2 separate regions of the Ovis aries genome follow, and region 1 is linked to region 2. A link is a contact called in public Hi-C data. All regions are on one chromosome and are shown on one strand. The core of a region is the stretch at or near the end of the contact, and the rest is flanking DNA. Distances in the headings are between cores, read along the strand shown.

What was found. Hi-C and Micro-C count contacts between places; a contact is called where the count stands out from the background.
Region 1: a Hi-C map of muscle shows a contact between it and region 2, with 2.4 times the contacts expected there. The contact joins two enhancer-like sites.

Annotation. Positions count from the first base shown.
Region 1 is chr2:13,424,813-13,430,167 of ARS-UI_Ramb_v3.0, forward strand. The region is part of intron 4 of PALM2AKAP2 (PALM2 and AKAP2 fusion); the gene reads right to left. Among named protein-coding and RNA genes, the nearest start is that of PALM2AKAP2, 260 kb to the right of the region's middle. Within about 2 kb of position 3,884, at least 3 of the 54 cell types and tissues checked have an H3K27ac peak or open chromatin away from gene starts, as enhancers often do. A contact at or near this core is called in muscle, where this site is marked.
Region 2 is chr2:13,358,337-13,363,708 of ARS-UI_Ramb_v3.0, forward strand. All of the region lies in intron 6 of PALM2AKAP2 (PALM2 and AKAP2 fusion), which reads right to left. Among named protein-coding and RNA genes, the nearest start is that of C2H9orf152, 220 kb to the left of the region's middle. Within about 2 kb of position 2,820, at least 15 of the 54 cell types and tissues checked have an H3K27ac peak or open chromatin away from gene starts, as enhancers often do. A contact at or near this core is called in muscle, where this site is marked.

The DNA.
Region 1 (5,355 bases), core at 2,634-5,133, 68 kb after region 2:
TGAAGTCATATTCCACCAACTGAGGTAGTGTGTTTGGGAATTAATGTCATGTCCAGCTCTCTGAGACCCGCTGGACTGCTGCACACCAGCCTTCCCTGTCCTTCACTGTCTCCCGGAGTTTGCTCAGATTCATGTCCATTGAGCCAGTGATGCTATCTAACCATCTCATCCACTGCCGCCCTCATCTCCGTTTGTCTTCAAACCTTCCCAGCATCAGGGTCTGTTCCAATGAGTCGGCTCTTTGCATCACAACTAACTCAAGGTCTTAATGTAGGAGAGGCTTATACGCACATGGGGCGCCATCTAGTGGCGGGTAAAGTCATATTCCATCAACTGAGTAGTGTGAGAATATCTATCTGGGAGGAAATTGCTGCTGTGTACTTGAGAACAGAAAGCTCAGCATATTAACATTAAAATGTCCATTACTCTCAATGCTTTGTTCCTTTGCTCTCCAAGGAACAGTGTGCTTGCCCTTAGTGGTATATGCAGAAGTCTCCATCCAAAGCCTGTGAACCTACCTTGTTAGCTGCTCTATAACAGGGAGAAATTCTGGCTAAGAAGATCCTGAGGTTCCAGCCTTCAGGAGGCAGTGGCTGGGAGTCTTTGAATCATCTCATTTTTATAGGAGTCACGTCACATAAGCCCACTGACATCATCAGTGGGCTATGGTAGGTATCCCCAAAGTCGAGTGATGAACAACCTAAACAGTGACCCTATGGTCCAATACAGCCAGCCCTTCCCAAAACCCATGTCCTCCCTACCCTGAAGGCCCGTCACTGCGTTGACATGGACCCTGAGGCCCCTGGCTCTTCCCACTTTTGGAAAGCAGCAGTAAGGCCCTGCAGGGTATTCTCCCAGAGTCCCCACCCTGAGGCTGAGGCTGGCTCAGCATACTCTCCAGCACATGGGGGTCCTTAGCCCTTTGCTTAAGGAGCAGCTCTCATCTGTACATCTGATCACTCAACAACCAGAGCCAGGAGCGATACCTGGCTCACGAGGTCAAGCACGACTATGAAATTCCAAGTGCAAACGCCAGTCCACTGTTATCTTAGGAACCCCAGCACTCATCCTAAGGACTTGCACAAAGGAGCTCCTGGGTACCCGTGGCATTGAGTGCAGGCTTGCACCCCCATGCACCCTTCTCCCCCACGTTCTCTCCTCTGGACCAGGGTAAGAGTTTGGCTGGGATCCCCCTGGACAGGGAGTTCCTCCCAGAGTGAATTGGTCACGTGCATCCTTGGATCTCCAAGTCAGCCAGTGGCACTGTACATGTATGGGGAGAGACCAGCAGGATCTATGATGAGGCAGTAAGGTTAAAATGAGGAGATGGCCCAATTGACTTTATAATGAAAGAGCCCTACTGTTCCAATCACATCCCTCCCATTAAGGTTCTGCTACTGGCTAGAGAGAAACAAAATCCACAGAAGGACAAGCTCTGAACTGTAAGAGGAGAAAGACAAAAGGACACTAACAGGAGCTGGGACCCGTGATGTGCTAGGCATAGACTAGACACTTCATGTGCACTAACTAAGTGAAACCTCACAAAAGCCAAAGGAGATGCCTATTATTGATCCCTGCTTTACAGATGAGTTAAGCAGCTTGCCCAAAGTCCCATGCCATAAACCAAGTGCAGAGCTGAGGCTCAGACCAAGGTCAGTCAATGCTCAAGAACATACTCTTTTCACTGCATCTTGTAATAATCCCTGCCCAGTCATTCATATGGGAAGAGGAACCCCTAATATATGGGAGAACTCTGGGCTCAAGATATTGCTGAGATCAACAGCAATAATAATAATAAAGAAGAGAAGGAGGGGGTTCAGAAGAGAGAGGGACGTAGGGATAGGGAGAATGAAGGGGAAGACAATGGCGCTGACTGTGAAGATACTACTGAGCAGGTCTAGAATTGGTTCCAAGGTTGCGAGCAGTCCTTCATGGTGCACCAGTGCCTCTCCAGAGCCTTGGGCCACCTCGGTTGATGCTCAAGCATGAGGCTCTTGAGATTAGTGAGTACTGGGAGCCAGCGTGAGGAACTCCGCCCATGGCAAAGGTCATGAGGAAGGAGGCTCAACATTACGCAAAGGCAGGATCAAGCCTCAGGAGACACCCCGTTCCTGAGCATCTACTCCCAAAACCAGAGTCTGCCTACTTTACTGTTTTATGCTCTCACCTACACCTCTGACTTTACGAGGGGCTGACCCCCACCACCTCTTTCGGAGAAGGAGTTAACTTACAGTTCCAAGTTAATAAAAAATTCCTGGGCGTGACAAGAGTGTTTCAACTTACAAACTCCTCTGAAGGTTCTCTAGCCTGCCTGAGCAGGTTCATCCAGCCACATGTGATTGTTTACAGTCTCCCAGCCATGAGAGGCATGAGATGCTGTAAACTTTCTAAATTCAGATTCTTTTGAGAAGTTAGAAAATTATTAGTATAGTATAGTGGGTTCATTAGAAATTATATTGGTGAAGGGTTTTTCATTTGTTGAGCCAATGTTTGCTGCTAAATCTCCATATTCCCAGCCCTTATAATGAATATAACTAGCATATGGGAGAAATAAGTATTAACCTTTGATATCAACCATGTTAAACCTTAGGCTAAGTAAATTCCTTTTCTTGATTATAACCCCCTGCACCCTCACCCTATAGGAATGCAACTTTATCTGGTGCCTTTGGAGGGTGGCGCCTAGTTTAAGAAAAAATCACCCCTGGAAAAAATAAGTTTTCTGGTTGACTGACCGTTATCAGAAAGGGCCATAAAATGTCAGCAGGCCTCATGGCCAGAAGATGATGTAAAACCCCTAAGACCTTTGTATACTTTTATATGAAGCACCTGATTTTGACAAGGGTCAGGTCTGCTGACCCTGTGTGACTCTGTATTCATCCCTATGTATAACAAAAAATATATAAGCAAACCTGAAAATAAAGAAAATGGATCAGTTTCTGGAAAGACTGATTCCCCCAGGTCATTCTTTCTTTCCCCTTCTGGCTGAATTCCCATCTGGAGCGTGGATGCTCTACTTACTTGCCCTGGCTTCCTAAGACCCACGCAAGAGGGAGCCCAAGGTGGGGCACCCTCCACTATTCAAGTGGGCACCAGTGGCCTACATAGATGGTGCAAATTCCTTGCCTTGGAGTTTTATTGGTATTCCACCTAAACCAAGTTATTCAGCATCTTTTTCTCCACTAATTTTCCTACTACACTATTCTCTTCTAATCTCTCTTTATATTTCTAATTAAATAGCTTTTTCCTAGGATGCCGATTCCATCTCCCCTTCGAATTACCCTGGATCCACCGGGGCTGGACCCTGGCAAGTGAGTGACCTGTTTTATCCACCTTCTGGTGCCCTAGTCCATCTTCTGTTGGTAGGTCTTCTTCCTCAGTCTTACCAGTTCAACATAAACTAGTCGCCTGCCCAGCTGGTTCCCAGTCTATCCTTGACTTCTCTGTCTCCCTCTTTCCCTAACTGCAGCAGTGAACCAGTGTCCCAGTTTCACTCCAGGTTTATTACAACTCCCCTGCTCTGAAACAGTTCATCATGCTCCATGGGCTCAAGGATAAATTCCAAAGGGTCAGTATTCAAAGCCCTCTAGGACCTGGTTCCAACCTGTTATTCTAGTCTTTTCTCCAGAGCTGCTTCTAGTAAGGCCTGTGGTTCTCTTGCCTTCAAAGAGATGGCAGATCCTGTGCAGAAGGAAGACCTCATGCTAGCCAAGCCTGGACCACCACTCCTGATAAAGAGGGTGACTCCATGAGAACAGCAGTGGGCTGGTTCCTGTCCTCATTGTGTCCACGCTCCCCTCCCCACTCCAGGCAGAGACAACACGCTAGAGATAGTAACAACCTCCGAGTGGAGCCAGGCTGCCCCAGCTGTTTACAACAGGTGGCTGGGCTGTGACAAGCCAAGTGAGCTTGGTCAGCATGGAGCGTCCATGGCAACCAGCTGACATTGCCAGTGAAGCTCCGTTCCAACACCCACATGGCCGGTGTCCTCATGGTTGCATCATCCAGTAAACCAAGTCCAGCTCCAGATCTGGGATCCAACATGGGGCTACAAGGGGCCAAGGCCTTACTGAGGTCAAGGAAGGGCCCCCACTTCCCTGTCTGGCTACACGGGATGCTATCCATGTGTACTTGCCCCCTCTGAGTGACATTCATTCAGCTCATGTCCCAACACAGCCTTCGTAATTCATTTCCTACAAGGCTGGAATTTCCTTCCAATGACTTGAGGCACATTAAACGTGGTTATTTTTTACTTTTTAGAAGTGGAAACAGCACTTATTTAAAAGATTCAGGTATTGAAAATTCTGAGTTGGGACCATGCTGTGCTGTCTGAAGCCAAGGTTAACTCTCTTCGTGGTAAGAAGTACTTCTCGGAAGGGGACCTCCTAACATCAAATGATGGGAATCATGAGCAACAGAAACAAAAGTGCAGAAGGTTCAGGAGATCTCTGAAAACTCACAGTTAACCTTGAAGAGTGGTCTTCCATTATAACTGAGTGGACTATAGGTCTCTTGAGGGCAGCAACTGTACCATTTTGCTATCTCTAACCTAGTTGCTTGGCCTCTATCATAAGCATTTTGATAAATCTTTATTGAATTAATGAACCCATGTTAGAAAGATTGATCTCATCCATATTCCACCAGGGTAAAAGCCCCAGTTATAAGGCCCTCAATGATGATTCCTTTCTCTGAACTTCTACTCGCTAGATAACAAGTACGACATCTCCCAGCAGCTGTCATATGTATATTCCACCCATGGGATGCCTAGACTGTTAGATCCTAAGAGCAGGGGAGAAGAGTATGGCCTGTTTTGTATAATTCCAACATCTTGCCCACTGCTATGTATGACTCTCAGTGAGTATCTATTTGATAATATAGTTCCAAATGAATATTATGCCAACCCTTCAGAGCAATGAGTAATAAGCATGGCCATTTGCTCAGGACAGTACTTGTCCACACTTCTAGATAAATAAAAGCCGGGCCAAGAAAACAATCTCCTTCCTTTACTTCATGTCATAATGAACTGTCAACCAAAGTAATGGAGACAAGAGCACCAAACTCAATAGAAGATGCTCATCAGAGAGAAATTTCACAAACATTTAAACTTAGGGCGATCATTGGTGTGCCACCTGTTTTGTTTCATTCTGTTATTCCTCCTTCCAGTAAATGTATATGAAAGCCCTTTGTGCCGAGCAGTATGCTAGGATCTGGCAATACAAAAGTGAACACTCTCTTAGCTTGCAGGAAGCTGAGGCTGGAGGAAGGGAGAGAGAGAAAATGGCTTCAAATGTCCTATAATACAGTAAGTTGTAGGCTAGCAATGCTTCTGGTGGACATCAAACCAGTGTTCAGGACTTA
Region 2 (5,372 bases), core at 1,570-4,069:
TTATATAAGTATCAGTTCAGTTCAGTTGCTCAGTCATGTCTGACTCTTTGTGACCCCATGAATCGCAGCACACCAGGCCTCCCTGTCCATCACCAGCTCCCGGGAGTCCACTCAAACTCACGTCCATCGAGTCGGTGATGCCATCCAGCCATCTCATCCTCTGTCATCCCCTTCTCCTCCTGCCCCCAATTCCTCCCAGCATGTATATGTATACATGAGATGAGATGGTTGGATGGCATCACTGACTCAATGGACATGAACCTGGGCAAACTCCGGGAGATAGTGAGGGAGGCCTGGCCTGCTGCAGTCCATGGGGTCACAAAGAGTCGGACACAACTTGGCGACTCAACAACACCACACACACTTTTTCAGATTCTTTTTCACTATAGGTTATTATAAGGTATTAAACATACTTCCCTGTGATATACAGTAGGTCCTTATCGTTCATGGAGGAAACTTCTTAAAAACAGTACGCAGGCATTACTATTTTCCAGGCATAAGTCTATATGATCACCCACTTCCTAACTCATCCAGTATTCACAACCACCCTATGAGATTGTACTGTTATCCAAATTGTACAGACGGGCAGCTGAGGCTCAGAGCTGTGACCTGACCCCAGGTCAAGGCCGTCAGCATGCTCCGGAGATGGCTCCAGACCCCTAACCTGCCTGCATGTCCGCAGTAGAAGCAGCTGTAAAGGACGCTGAATTTTAGTTTCTTGGCTCACTGGTAAATGGCTGGGCCTACTTCTAGCTTCTACTTGCATCCCTTACAGAGTCTATACTTGACAAAGCTCCACATTTTGGAGGGTGAGGAGACCCCACCCCTGCTTTTAATCCCTCTAAGGCAATGATCCTCAAAGTGTGAGACCCACTAATTTTTGTTCCTCCATGGATGGTTATTCCTCTGTGATGAGGTCAGTCTAGAAATGCAGAGAAATGTTTAGAAACTTTCATAGCAATTTGTTGAAGATAATTAGAAAAAGTTGGTATCTATATTCTCCTGACCTTTTTATTCCATTTCATTTTTTTAAATAAAAAATATTATGAAAGTATTGTTCTGAGATGAATTGGAAATTTAAAGAGAAGAAAATAAAATCTGATCCACTGCCACAGCTGGTTAGAGAAGCATTGTTCTCAGGGAGTTCAAGTTCCCCGGGGCTGGGTGGATTGCCTCTCTGAGAACAGAGAGACCCCATGGGCAAGGTCCAGGAAACATCTGGGTGGGTACTTCCTATGTGTCACTCTCCTTTCCAGTTGTAGCAGGTGGGTGAGTTTTGTGTTCTAGTGCTGAGGGCAGAGGAGAGATTGTAGGAGAAGCTGCTTTTGGTCAGTGGTCCTTCGGGTCCTTTGCAAAAGCCGAAATTCATGAAGGAGATGACGCTAGGCCTGGTCAGTGGTGGTGGGGTGTACTTTCCTCCCGGAGCTGGAGCTGGAGGAGAGGTCAGTTTAGCCACACTGGGGAGGGAGGAGAGAGATCACAGATCACAGAGGAGAGAGATCACAGGCTGCTGCTGCTGTGTGTACACAGGGAAACTGGATGCTGAGTCCCAGGGTTCCCAGCCTCTGCCTCGTTCTTGGCCCCAGGCCTGGCTCAGGAGCCATGTAGACTTAAGCCCCAAAGGGACTGTAAGGGCCAGAACACCAGACAGAAGTGAGGACCAGGGATGGTGGGCCTCTACCCCAGTGAGCATGGCACCTCAGCAGGAGTCTGAAAATGGACTCCCAAGAATGCCTGGGATGGGATGTCTGCCAGGCCAGTAGCACTGGGACTCAGAGTCCCCCATCATTTGATTAAATTAAGTGTTATTTCTTGCACAGGAGTTTGTGGACCAATATTGCTACCTGCTACCCTTTGGGGAATGAATTCAGGAGTGACAGTGGATGGGAAAGATGCTAGCAGGTTAGAATAGGGGTGGGGGAGGGGATAGTAAATGAGATCAGGCTCAGAGGCCCAGATGCGGGGAAGCAGAGGGTATGGAGGGAGCCACAAGCTGTCCTCTCTGACCCAGACCTCAGCAGTGGAGCTGCCTGGCCTTTGTGACCAGCATCCCTTCTGCCTGGAATATTCTCCACGTGGTTGCTCTTCTAGTTTTTCAAGTGTCAGCTGAAAGGTCTCATTTTTCTGGGAGGGGTGTGTGTGTGGGTGGGTGGGTGTGTATGATGAGGGGTGTGGCGTACAGGGAAGAAGCATCAGATCCCAGGGCCTTGTAATTTGCAATCCTACCACTGTTCAATTGCTTTTCTGTCACCGTTTTCTCTTGGCCCCGAATTTCCCGAGTGTCCTTCTAGCTGTGTCAAGCTCCAGAGTTTTGTAGCCAGGATAGGAACTGGGTCTAGGCCATTCTCTGAAAACCTGGGGATCTTGTTCTGTCATTGGAGGAAATCCTGAGATTCCTCTTGTGAGGACAGATGGCCGGCCACAGACAGTCTTTCCTCCCAGGCGTTTGAAAGTGAAACGCAGCTGCCCACGCAGCCCAGCTGGAGATCCACACCTGCAGCCCCCGCGGCTGCCCCCCCCTCCAGTGCCCTTGTACCAACTAACTTCACATGCAGTCCCCAGGATTCAGGGGGTGGGGATCTGGGTAAGAGGGGTGGATGCTGAGGGCCAGACGCAGAGCTGGAGGCTCCTCTTTCACAAACCCGCATTGCCCACCCCAGCGAGGGCACCATCACACCTGCCAGGTTGGCTGAACGACAAACATCTGTCTTGGCAGAGTCCTGACGGTTTCCTGCTGCTGATCTGCCTAGAAATCCCCAGAGGAAACCTTCGCCTCAGAGGTTTGGTCCCTTTGACTCTTCTGAGGCTATAAACAGGAAGTGGAGAGAGCAGTTTAGGAGTGAGATAGCCTGAGAATCAAAATAGCGCTGTTGATCTTCATTGTCTCCTGCGATTCCAGTTTCAGTTTCTATTTAGTGGAAGAGTGAGGTTTCCCAGCAAATCTAGGTCTCCCATGGCCCCCTGCCCCCTGACCGACAGCACAGACCACACCCCAGGGCCGCAGGGGTCTCTGAGCAGACACAGGAGTCTCTCTCTCCTTGGGAGCACTGCCCTAAGGCCAAGCCTGGGAAAAGCTGCCAGAATTCCAGACCCCACAGTCTAGGTCCTAACCCTCTTCCCATTCATTCATTCATTCATCCAATAAATATGTACCAGGTCCTCTCTGTGTGTCAAGTGCTGTGCTGGACCACTGCACTGGGACTATCACAGAGAAAAGAGCCAAGTTTGTGATTTCAGGAAGCTAACAGTCTAGTAATGGAGACCGATACACACATGTCCCTGCCTACTGCAGGAAAAGCCCCGTTTGGCCCACCCGGCACTTCAAACTCATTTAATTTAAACACAACCATGTCAGCTTTCCCTAGGACACTCATCCTCAGCTCTCTGTTCCTGCCAGAACTTCCTTAAGCAGGGAAGTAAAACCCCTGAAGGGTTTTAAGACAGAGCTCCAAATCCTTTGGTATTTCTCCCTTCAAGACATGGAGCCCTCCCCTGTGTATGGGCTAGCTTTCATCACTCACTTTTTTTTTTAACCCTTGAATATATCATATTTTAATGTCTAGGCATCCAGTCATTTGGCCTCATCACTCAGGACCATTATTAGTCACCTGCACTCTTGTGTTTGGATCAGTGATGACTCCTCTGCCTGATGTGAAATATGCCCACCACTTCTCTGGATTTCTTATTCAACAACAAATTACCAACAATCATTTGAGTCACAGGCACTTTGCTGGGCTCACTCACATTCCTTTCAGATCTCTAAAGAAGAAAAACCTTTTACAAGATGTAGAAATGGATGCCAAAGTACAACGCTATGCATGGGAGTTCCCTGCCCAGTGAAGGGTAGAGTTGGGATTTCAGCCCTGGCATTTTAAATTTAAGACCAGTGCAACCCTCATGGACACAGCTTCTTTTCATTTCAAAATACATATTGGGTCACTTTTTCTTTCATTTCTATTTTGTGAGATCATTTAAGAGCTAGTCTCTTAGCAACTTTCAGGTATATAACTCTTTGTGGATTACATACTCTCTCTACATATATAATGGCCTCCCAGGCGGCTCAGCGGTAAAGAATACACTTGCCAATGCAGGAGACTCAGAAGAAGCAAGTTCGATCCCTGGGTTGGGAAGATCCCCTAGAGGAGGGCATGACAACTCACTCCAATATTCTTGCTAGGAAAATCCCATGGACAGAGGAGCCTGGCAGGCTACAATGAATGGGGTCACAAAGAGCTGGACACGACTGAGCACACACACACTCGCATATGTATATAATAATCATTTCCTATAATCACCATGCTGTGTGCCAGAGCCCGACTTGCTTCTAAAGACTAGTACGTGGCAGAAGTGACACTGAGTGACTTTAGGCTAGGTTAGAAAAGGTGACACAGCTTCAGCCTGGCTCTCTCTCTAGGGACACCTGTTTTTGGAACCCAGCTGCTGGACCATGAAGAGCCTCGTGCCACTTCGAGAGTCACAGGTAAAGTTCTGGCTGATAGCCCCAGTTGAGGTCCCAGGGCACGGCAAAGCATGAGGGAGCTTCGAGATGAGTAAGCCCCAGCTACTGTGAGATCCTGAGCAAGAACTGCACAGCTGAATTGAACGAGACAATAGTAACAATAACAAAGACAATAATGACGGTAATATTGTTTTAAGCTACTAGCTTTGGGTGATTTGTACTGCTGCAGTGGATAACCAAAATAGTCCTCTGTCCTGGAAACATCGATGGATCTCGATTCCTTTACAGCCTCGCCGGTGGGCCAGCAACATTGGACCACCTGGGGACCTGTTAGAAATGCAGAATCTTGGACTTTGCCCTGGGCTTCCCAGGTGGCGCTAGTGGTAAAGAACCCACCTGAAATGTGGGAAACCCAGGTTCAATCCCTGGGTTGGGAAGATGCCCTGGAGGAGGGCATGGCAATCCACTCCAGTATTCTTGCCTGGAGAATCCCATGGACAGAGGAGCCTGGCGGGCTACAGTCCATAGGGTTGCAAAGAGTAGGACACAACTGAAGCCAACTTAGCATGCAGGCAAGGACCCTGTCTGCTACCTCCTGAACCCAAAACTGCCTTTCCACAAGATTATCAAATGTTTCATAGGCAGGTGGGAGTTTAAGAAGTCTGGCTCTGCAATCTCTCTTTTTGAAGAACATTATTTTAAAGCAATACTGAAAAAACGAAAATACAAAATATAACATAACCCACTCTAGCATACCTACCACCTAGAGCTGACAGATCATAGTAAGCATATATTCTGTATTGAACACAATGTTAATTACAAATATTAACTCATCCACCCTTCATGACAGCCTTGTGAGACAGATGCTGCTAGATCACTCATCCCTATGTTATAGAGGAAGAAACCAAGGACA